2 separate regions of the Rattus norvegicus genome follow, and region 1 is linked to region 2. The links are chromatin contacts, called in public Hi-C maps. All regions are on one chromosome and are shown on one strand. Each heading gives the region's core, a stretch centred on a gene start, on an enhancer-like site or on the middle of the called end of the contact. The rest is flanking DNA. Distances are from core to core; before and after follow the strand shown. Region 1 overlaps Ttc41 (tetratricopeptide repeat domain 41). Region 2 holds the start of Uqcc6 (ubiquinol-cytochrome c reductase complex assembly factor 6).

The links. A called contact is a pair of places that touch in the nucleus more often than the background predicts.
Region 1: a Hi-C map of liver shows a contact between it and region 2, with 2.9 times the contacts expected there. The contact joins the enhancer-like site here to the promoter of Uqcc6 in region 2. A contact is called at or near these places in 4 of 12 Hi-C or Micro-C datasets (hepatocytes, kidney and liver).

Annotation. Positions count from the first base shown.
Region 1 is chr7:23,036,255-23,041,911 of GRCr8, reverse strand. It overlaps Ttc41 (tetratricopeptide repeat domain 41), which reads right to left. Exons shown (of 15, transcript NM_001170605.1): 4 at 2,652-2,812; 5 at 1,326-1,761. Among named protein-coding and RNA genes, the nearest start is that of Ttc41, 19 kb to the right of the region's middle. Within about 2 kb of position 4,216, at least 44 of the 93 cell types and tissues checked have an H3K27ac peak or open chromatin away from gene starts, as enhancers often do. A contact at or near this core is called in liver, where this site is marked.
Region 2 is chr7:22,988,694-22,994,058 of GRCr8, reverse strand. Uqcc6 (ubiquinol-cytochrome c reductase complex assembly factor 6) reads right to left here and starts at 1,486. Exons shown (of 3, transcript NM_001135566.1): 1 at 1,447-1,486; 2 at 1,070-1,186. The coding sequence starts at 1,177. It also overlaps a transcript of Tdg not described here.

The sequences.
Region 1 (5,657 bases), core at 2,967-5,466, 45 kb before region 2:
AAAGGAGAGAGTGCAGCCCGGCTGCATAACTTACCCAAAGTCACCCAGAAGAAAGTGCCGAGAGGGGATTTGAACCCATTCTGCCTTCAGAACCCTGGTGTCACCCACCATTGGCAGTGTCCTAACTATTACCAGGGACAAACAATCAGGCTTCCTGATCAGCACACTAAGCAATCTGTGCGGTGGTGTTTGCTAGGACAGGAGCTTCTCCTGGAGAAGTGTCACGCTCACAGACACCATCTAAGGACCCTTACGCTTCTGTCCTCTCACTGGCTTTAAGATCTGCCAACTATAGAGAGCCTTCCGATCACGGACACCAGGCACCGTGGTCCGCTGCCTCTCCTGAATTGAGGGGACCCACACTACCTACAGCCTCCAATTGAAGGCAGATCTGAAACCAAGGTGAGGAAGCTTCCCTTGAACCCGAGTGAACTCTACCAAACTTTTTCCTAGACCTGTGGCTTTGGAACTCCCTAGACCCATCAGTACTACGGGCCAATGTTGGGGAAGCTGCTGCTGCTGTGGGAAGGAGTATACTGCGCAGTCCTGGGGGTGGAGTTGCATAGAACCGATCAGATAGGCTTTGTGACTCTTCTAGGGGATCTCACTTCCTCCTCTGTGGAGGTGGGGGATGATACAGTAAAATCAAAGTCCACTTTCTTAATGGAATTGCAAACTGTAGAGGGGAAAACTGTGTGGGACAATGTCGTACAATAGTAATCAATGAGTCCTGTACCTTCCTCTCCAACTGCATTCTACTCTAGGTTCCATGTCCTGAAAGCAGACATCAGAGGCCTACCGCACAGGCAGTGGCTAGAGAGAAGAAAAGCCTTCAAAAGCCTGCTTGTTGACTACCATCAACAAATTGTAGAATAAATTGTTCACCACAAATGAGAGACTCTCAAGAGGAGCCAACGTGTTGCTTGTTTGTTTTTGACCCCAGCTTGGAAGAAAAGAGCTGTGACAGAACTGAGAAAGGTCTAGGAGAGAGTCAAAGGGGAAGTCAGGAATCGAGATGCCAGGAGAGCTGGGTGTGTGGTACACACTTTCAGTCCCAGCACTTGAGAGGCAAAAAGCAGGTGGAGTTGTGTGAATTTGAGTCCAGCCTGGTCTACACAGCAAGTTCTAGCCAGAACAACGCAGATAGACCCTGTCTCAGAAGCAAAACAAAGCCAGGGAATACCGTTCTCCTTGGTGAGGGACTGCACCAGCAGGGGGCAGCAGAGACAAAACAACCGAGAAACGAGAACAACCCTCTCCAATGGAGCCATAGAAGAGGAGAAGCTTGAAGGACTGAGGTCCGTCTGGGATCAGCTACCACGCACCTGAAATCACGTTGTCTACGGTCGTCTCTTTGTGCTTCAAAGGCCAACTATAATCTTCAACCCAGCGCTTCAGGATCAGCTCCCAGAGCTCCTGCACAGAGGCAACCTCCAAGTACTCCCTCAGACACTGGAACTCGTTGCGGTAGATTCTGCACTCCTGCAGCTCGCTGGCGATGAGCGTGAGCTTCAGAGGGTTCAGGTTTGGTTTCTTCCGCAAAATGGGCTTGCTCTGCCCAAAGCGTTCTTGGTCGGGAGCTGAAAGGTGCTGCCTGAAGATGCTGAACTTTGTGTCCTCGTCCCCCAGGCTGTTGAGCTCCACGGTCTTCACGTCAGGGCGGGCACACAGCGACTTGCAGGACAGACTGGAGGAGACGCTGCTCAGAATGAATTTACAGTGAGGAGGGAGCGAGCGCGGCAGCCAGGAGAAATCTTTCGCCTATCGGAGACATTGGAAAACTTCAAAGACCTTAAATTTTCTTTTAGAGTCCATGAGCAATTGTATGCGAGTACAGAGAGGGTAACTTGAATAGGGTAGTTTAAAAAAAAATCACACAGAATGAACCACATTTGACTGACTCATCTGTTATGAATCTTAATAGTACAAATCCGGACTCTCCCTTCTGAAGAATAACCTACAGTAATAATCAGGGGAAAAAATCTAGTAAAAGGCAATTTGGACCACTTAATAAAATAAGAAGGCCTTGCATTATATACTAAGGAATTGTTACTTTTTGCAGCAAAACTGTCACGGTATACCTAATATGATATTTTCTTGATCATTTACAAATTTTTATGATGTTTCCATTTATGTATTTTGTGTGCACATATGTGTGTGCAGGCAGGTGTCATGGGATAACTTTGGGAATGGGTTCTTTCCTACGATGTGGATCCTGGGCACTGGACTTGGGTTGTCAGCCATGGCAGTAAGCACCCTTACCACTGAGCCATCCCACTGGCCCTCTTTGTCTGGGTTCTGATCCTACCTTTTAATTATCTTTGGATCTCAGATAACACCTAGATAGCCTAACCTTTCTCTGCCCTCTGTCCAAGCAAGGATGATGAGTAGTCTCTTCTTGAATGGCTGTGTGCATTCTAGACCTTTGATTCTGGGCCAAAAAGAACATGTTGATACGTTTAAAGCTCCTAACATGGAGCCAAGCCCATTGTGAATGGCACGTAAGTATTTGTCTAATAAAGCATAAAGCCATAGTTAAAATCAATGACAGACATACCTAGAAACACAACACAGTAGAAATGTATTATACACGCCCTAAATAATGGACTCTTCCTTTTTAAAAAGTAAATGTTATTTTTAAAAGATGTTACCTTCTGACCTGAAATCCCATAAATACCGACCAGCTCTTCGATCCCATCTAATACAAGGATGCACGGCTTTAGGCTGATAGCGGCCATGAACACTTCTATGAGAAGCGAAAAGACCAAGACATTCGAGTCTTCATTGAGGAAATCCATTTCAAGCTGGGGACCTACGATACAGAAGTTTCAGGTTAGGTGGGAACCTTCCCATCGTTGCTCATGTGTGCTGATGGCTGGGGAGGCAGAGAGGTTGGGGAACGAGTGCCAGCCACTCCAGCTGTGTGGCTGACACAGGCACATGCTGGGCTGGCTTCCTCAAGACACGCAGGCCAAAGTAGTGATGGTATCTGTCACCAGATGTCTCCGATACATTTTCAGGATTTCGTATAAAAATGCTATGTGTGGTATTTGTGCAGGCTTCGTATGTGTACACACATGTGTGGGAGAGGGGCGGGGTAAATGTCTGGTCGTCTCAATTCTCCTCCCCACCTAAGTCTTTGAGGCAGGGTCTCTCTGAATCTGGAACTCACAAATGCTGCTACACAAACTGACCAGTGAGCTCCCGGGATTCTCCTGTCTCCACATCCCCAGCAGTCCAAAGACTATGGAGGGTTGTTTTTGGTTTTTGTTTTTTTTTTAAGATTGATTGATTAATTGATTGATTGTATGAGTGCTCTATCTGCATGTGTGCCTGCACACCAGAAGAGGGCATCAGATCCCAGGTGGTTGTGAGCCACCACGTGGTTGCTGGAAACTGAACTCAGGACCTCTGGAAGAGCAGCTCGGGCTCTCATCACTGGGCCATCCCTCCAGCCCAGGCTATGAGAGTTTTATGCAAAATCATCACAAAGAAGAAAAGCACCAAGCAAAAGACAGTCTAGTGAGCATAGCTATTTTTCCTTAAGATGATGCTCAAGAAAATGATAACATGATGGTACTGGAAAATGATCCTAAAGATCTCCCTTTGTTTGATAAGAGCCAATCCATCTCCATTAAAGGCCTGCTGTCTGACTTAAATGTTAACATCTCAAATGTTTAAATCCCCCACTTAATGACTCACCAAAAGGCAGACATAGCTCTCTCTGTGTGTGCATGCTCTTGTGTGTGGTCATGTAGGTAGAGAGCGTCATTCAACACAAGATTTATTGGAAATCCTCTATGCCTGTTCCAGTCACCGGGTTTATCAATAACCAATAAAATAGGCATACTCTCTGAACTTACAGGGCTTTCGGGGGAAGACAAGCATTAAAACACACAGTACTGGGAGACCACACAGGGTAAGCTCACAGTACTCAGAGGGAGCTATCCACATGAAGCAACACACACACACACACACACACACACACACACACACACACACTCACGAGGGCTGGGGCTACACAGGCTGTCAGTCAGTCTTACAGTCTTACAGAGGGGTGGCCCATGAATGACAAGTATTTCACCACCAGAGAAAATGGAGGGAAGGGACCTGAGGTGATGGGTCTACTCCAGAGAAACCAAATACATGGAGCCAAGGACAAAAGTCAGGCTAGGAAGTGATTTTGGCCCAGGACACAAGGCCTGGCAGGTCCTTCTGAGGCTTTCTGCCCATTTCACATCACCAACTCAAAGGTAGGTTCTCTTGTGAGCCAATGTTGGGTGAGGACCAAGAAGGAAATCTTCCAAAAGGCTGAGAGAGGTTCCTCTTTTTTTTTTTTTTTTTTTTTTTTTTCCTTTTTTTTTGCCTCTAGAAGGCTACATAGCTTAGTATTGAGGACAAAGAGCTTCAGAGTCAACAGAAGCCAGGGTTTAGACTCTCTACTCTACCAGTAGTGCCAATGGTGGCCCTGGCAGTCTGGATGTCAGGGTGCCAAGGCTGGTCAAGGCCTGGAACAGGAGCTGAAGAAGCCCTTAACCGGATGCCTGGTGCTCAGGGAGCCTACAGTCTGGAGAACTCGCCTTGTAGGAGTGCCATCCAGTTCTAGGGAACCGTGGAGAGGAGAGAACTGCATCAAAAGAAAACTTGACTCTACAAAGCATGTCTCAGAAGTCAGGAGAGTCCGACAGTGGCAGTTCTCCAACATAACGCTTTGTCCTGGAAGGGATATGTCGCGTGTGGTATTTGGTGTCAAAGAGCGGAAGGGCCCCTGCTACTCGCACCTCACGGAGAAATGCTTGCAGATGCAGAGAACAGAGGTCGGCCACAGAAAAATGGGCCGCAGTTAGCTGAATCTGCACTGCGCAGCTGCACTCTCTCAGCGGCGGCTCTGCCTCCTGCACCCACTTCCACCTCATCCCGGAAGCCAGCTGCGCGCGGTGGTGGGGGCTGAAAATGTCCCGCACCATTTGGACCTAATTAGGCTGCAACAGCTACAAGGCAGACTCTTTTACTGCAGCCTTCCTTCTGCTTGGTGGTGAACCAGAGTGGGAGAGTCTTGTTTCCCTTACTAGTGCGCTGGCTGGTTTTGTTTTTCCCTCCAACTCGGAATGCTAATCCCCAAAGTAAATAACAACAGCAGCCAAAAAACATTAGCAGCCAGTACCAGCAGGTCCCGCCGTCAACTCTTGACAGCTTTATCTTTCCAATGGCCTTAGGGAGTATGTTTTACAGGTGGGGGGAGGGGCGGCATTAAAGAGCTTGAGTAAACTGATCAAGATCACCCAGCTAGTCAAAAGAAGAGCTGGAACTGCGGGCCAAGCCCAAAGCTTCTTTTCCTGATCCTCCACCGTGGATGAGGATTGGTGCTCGCCCGTTCAGTGGCGCCCGTGATTTATTGGCTTTCCTGGCTCCATCTCACTGCTGACAGGCTAAAAGGCTACTTGTTTGAAAGACAACAGCTTGTTTTTATTAGGAGCGCTCTGAACCCCTTTAAAATAACAACTCGCTTGGGGAATAAAATCATAATTGGGTGTGTTCGGCTGAGCTTACATCACCAGCTGCCTAGCCCAAGTGAACACCTTGGGGAACGAGCCAGAATAGGACTAGGAGGATGATGGGGACAGTCACACCTGCTTCTGCTCCTTTGGCCTGCTTTA
Region 2 (5,365 bases), core at 237-2,736:
GCGGGAGTGGAGGGCAGAAGATGGGCAGGAAGCTATTGTCTTAACTGAAGAGATAAACTGACAGTGGCTTGGCTAGCGAAGGCATAAGTGTGGGGAGCATATGTGGATGTACTTTCCTTCCATATTCACCCAGTAATATTTGTTGAGGCATGCAGTAAGAGGTGAATTAGGATGACTTCTGGGGCTCGGTCTAGATAACTAAAAGAACACAGTTGTCTCTTTTGCTATCCTAGTGAGTTATGCTGGACAACTGAAACAAAACACCTTAGCAGTTTTCCCCTAAAGCAGTACTGAGTACCAACTTTGGGCAGCCACCACGGTCTCCTCTGCTCTCTTTCTAAAATTTTCAGTTATAATAGTGGTGGCTGGAATAATTCCAAAAGACAAGGCAGGTAAAGGACATAAATCCCTTAAATCGGAGGAAACCATACAACATCCTATAGCAGCCTTGGTCTCTTAGTCTACCAGTAAAGATGCTCTACTGCCAATATTACCACCTAACCAGACGGACCCTTAGTACCGCTCATTTTAGAAACCGTGGGTTTGTGTTGCTTTCTCCCCAAATACAGGTAGCTGCTGGTAACAACCCTTGCACATCTCCAATAGTAATGAGATGAATCAAGTCAACTTCACAGGATCAAATTCTAGGCATTATTTCTTCGGTAAAAGACCTGAGGATAACTACTCCTGCACAAACGAAACACAAAACTGCATTTCCAAGGGACGTTCATGCCACTTTCTGTCATAGTAAGTTTCTTGATACTTCAGTGTGGGGTGCGTGTGTGTGTGTGTGTGTGTGTGTGTGTGTGTGTGTGTGTGTGTGTGTGTGTGTATCCCCGACTCCCGCGTCGGGGTTTCTCTATGTAGCCCCGGATGCCCCTGAAGTCGCTCTGTAGACTAGGCTGGCTCACCATAACTAGTAGACATAGTCTTGAGTGTTAAGAGGAAGCTGCTGCAGCACTAGTTATCCAAACACTGGGAACAACCTAAATGTCAAGAGGAACTAAGCAAATTGGACAGAACGCTGGGGTGTCACTTCTAGGGTGGGCATGAACCCCACAGCACTCACCAGGTCAGGCCGGTAGTACCAGTGCACCACCTGGGCTCCGGCGCACATGGCCAGGAGGCTGGAGGAGAGCATTTTCAAGTAGACCGACCAGGGCACGCCCCCGGGCATGGTGGAGAACTGGCAGAGACGGAAAGGGCACAGCGTTAGAGGGCAGGGTAGCTTTCAGACAGCCTGACCACTGAGGCACCAGGGTGCTAGAGGAAGCGGAGTCGCAATGCTGCTTCGGGTGCCCGGGCAACCTCCTTCCCCGCTACCGGCGAGCTGAGGGCCCGCTAGGTGCAGCCAGCGCCCGCCGAGCAGGGGAAGGTGGACTCGGTGGTTCCTTGCTCCCTCAGCCCCTCGCTCCTGCCCACGACTATGCGCATGGGAGACTGTACCGCGGAGTGCACACGCGCAGGGCGACCGGCCACAGGGTTCCTCCAGAGTTGAAGCGGACCGCCAGCGGATAGGAACCAATGTACAGGATCCCGCGCAGCGACGGAACGGAAAGTGAGGGCAACGGGCACGCATGCGCACTCGAATGGTTCTGACGAAAGTGGGTCACTGGACTCACCCCTACCCCCCCTGGGTTTTTTGTCTTGTTTGACCGTTTCCACACCTTAGCCAGCCTGGGATCCCCGCTCCTGGACACTGTCCCAATCCTGCGTTTGCCTCTCCTGGCCTTTGTGGTGTTTACGGCATCGTTTGTCCTTTCGCACAAAGAAAACCGGCACGTGTGCCAAGTGGCTAGGAAGAGGCGGGGTTTCGCTTGCACGCTCGACGGGGACATCATACAACACCCCTTTTTTTTCCCTCGGAGCTGAGGACCGAACCCAGGGCCTTGCGCTTGCTAGGCAAGCGCTCTACCACTGAGCTAAATCCCCAACCCCCCACAACACCCTTTCTTAACCTGTAAATCATGAGACCTTTGGAAGGACTCACCTTTTTCTGGGGTCGTGTATCAGATTTCCTGTATATCATATTTACAATTCATAATAGTAGCAAAATTACAGTTAAAAAGTAGCAACAGAATAAATTTTATTGTTGGGGCTCATCACAGCTAGAGGGTATTCAAATAAATTAAAAATCCTGAGGGTGTGGCAGAGTGGCAGCATTAGGAAGGTTGAGAACCATTGCTCTAGAGAGAGCGGCTCAATCTTTATCCTCCCAGTTCCTGAGGTTCTTTGATACTTTACACAGAGTCACACCAAGGTACAGTACCTTTGGGTCACAATTTTACTGGAAAAGAAACATCCAATCTCATTACTTAATCTGTGAGTGTTTTTTAAAAATCATGCTTTGAGTGTACGTTTATGTTGGCAAACTGCAAGAATTCTGATGCATTAAGATGGTATCCTGCAACAGGAGTCATCATAATGATTTTTTAAACTCTGGGCCCAAAATTGCTCAGGGACTGAGGGGGGTTTGTCACTAAACTTGACGACACGATTTTGTTCCCCCAGCCCTATGTGATGAAAGTAGAAAGACAGCTCTGTAAATTCTTTTCTTGCGCGCATGCGTGCATGCACAGGCGCGCGCGCGCGCACGCGCACGCGCACACACACACACACACACACACACACACACACACATCTTTTCTTTTCTTTTTCTTTCTCTCTTTCTTTCTTTCTTTTTTTTTTTTTCTCAGAGCTGGGGACCGAACCCAGGGCCTAGCAAGCGCTCTACCACTGAGCTAAATCCCCAACCCCCACACATCTTTTCTTTAACTTCATGATACCACATCTACATCTGGAAGACTATTCTCACAACTGAGGCAATCAACATTATCCCCAAGTTGTTCTCTGTGACAGTTCATGTGTGCGCACGTGTGCTTTAGAAGTCAGAGAACAACTTCGGGAGCATCACACCTCAGGCACTGTCCATACCTCTCTGTTTTCCTTTCCTTTCTTTTCTAGACTGGGATGTCTCACTGACCTGGAGCTCCCAAAATAGGATATTGAGCTGCCCAGTGAACGCAAGAGATAGGCTTGTCTCTGTTTCACTAGCGCAGAGGTTACAGCCTACCCTCCAGCTTCCTGTCTCAGAAATAAATATGTAAAGTAGACGTAGTGGTTTAAATAGGTATGTAATGGCTCAGCTTTTTTTTTAAATTTTTTTTTAAGATTTATTTATTTATTATATGTGAGTACACTGTAGCTATCTTCAGACACACCAGAAGAGGGCATCAGATTCCATTACAGATGGTTGTGAGCCACCATGTGGTTGCTGGGAGTTGAACTCAAGACCTCTGGAAGAGCAGTCCGTGCTCTTAACCGCTGAGCCATCTCTCCAGCCCATGGCTCAGCTTTTTTTTTTTTTTTTGGTTCTTTTTTTCGGAGCTGGGGACCGAACCCAGGGCCTTGCGCTTCCTAGGTAAGCGCTCTACCACTGAGCTAAATCCCCAGCCCCATGGCTCAGCTTTTAAGAGTGGGTAGAGCTCTTGCGGAAAACTAGAAGGACCTTGGCAACAGTCACTCAGACAGCTCACAAGCATCACTAGCTCCAAACTAGATCCCACAGGCACCTGTTCTCACGTGCATGGACCCACACATTCCCACATGCGTGTAATTAAATTTTTTAATTTTTTAAAGATTTATTTATTTATTATTATATATGAGTACACTGTAGCTGTCTTCAGATACACCAGAAGAGGGCATCGGATCCCATTACAGATGGTTGTAAGCCACCATGTGGTTGCTGGGAATTGAACTCAGGACCTCTGGAAAAGCAGTCAGTGCTCTTAACCGCTGAGCCATCTCTCCAGCCCTTAAATTTTTTTAAAATATTTTTCAAAAAGGCATGGTGGCACACACCTTTAATTCCAGAACTAGGGAAGCAGGGGTAGGGAGATCTCAGTAAGCTGGAGGCCAGTCTGGTCTGCGTAGCAAATTCCTGGACAACCAAGAGACTGCTGTGGATTTGAATAGGCATGGCCCCCATAGACTCCAGTGTTGGAATACTTGACCCAGGGGAGTGGCACTATTAAGTGTGTGGACTTACTGGAGTAGGTGCGGCCTTGTTGGAGGAAGTGTGTCACTGGGCTTTGAGGTGTCAGATGTTCCAGCCAGGATCACTCTCTCACTCTCTTCCTGCTGGCTGCCGATCAGATGTAGAACTCTCTACAACACATGCATAACTCCTGTGTGTCCCAGTGCTTCCTGCCATGATGAAGGACTAAACCTCTGTAAGCCTAAATGTTTCCTTATAAGAGTCGCCATGGTTACAGTGTCTCCTCACAGCTACAGAAACCCTAAGACAGTAAGTAGATAAAACTAAGTTGCAGAACAACTGAGAAGCAGTCTCTGACTTCCACACGGGTACACACCCAAACAGACACACGCGTTTTAACATACAAATTAGAATGCATTAGAATACTTCCAATTGGCCTTGAGCATGGAGTGAGCCTCCTGCCTCATCCTCTCAACTGCTGGGCTTGTAAGAATGTACCACATCCACTGTTCTGGATACTTTTGTATACTTGTTTCCTTTGGTGAAGTATCTGTTCAAATCTCTTGCACATTTTTTTTTTTTTAAGATTTAATTTCGGGGTTGGGGATTTGGCTCAGCGGTAGAGCGCTTGCCTAGGAAGCGCAAGGCCCTGGGTTCGGTCCCAGCTCCGAAAAAAAAGAACCAAAAAAAAAAAAAAAAACAAAACAAAACAAAAAGATTTAATTTCATGGGGTTGGGGATTTAGCTCAGTGGTAGAGTGCTTGCCTAGGAAGCGCAAGGCCCTGGGTTTGGTCCCCAGCTCCGAAAAAAAAAAAAAAAAAGAAAAAAGAAAAAAAAACATTTAATTTCATGCATTTGAGTGTTCCGCCTACATGTATGTACCATGTGCATGCCTGTGCACTCACAGGTCAGTAGAGGGTGAACACTCTGGAACTGGAGTTACAGGTGGCTGTGAACCCATGTGGGTGCTGGGAACTGAACCCCCAGTCCTTTGCAAGAACAACACGTGCTAAACCAATGCTCCAACTCAACCTGCCTGTTTTTTTCCGTTTTCAAGTGTGAAATGTCCTTTATTTTGGATACAAGCTTTTATCAGATATCAAATCTCTCTTTCCAATCTGTGCACTTACTGTCTTTTCCTTAGTAGCATAACGAGCTTTAAAATTTAAATAAATTCCAAATTTATTGCCCCCACACACCTTTTTGAGACAAGGTCTCTGTCTTAGTTATGGTTTGTATTGCTTTGAAGAGACACTAAATGTTTCCTTATAAAGGAAAACATGTAAGGGGCTGGCTTCCAGTTTCAGAGGTTCATTACAGTCAGGATGGCATGGCAGTAGGCAGGCGGACATGCTTCTAGAGAAGGAG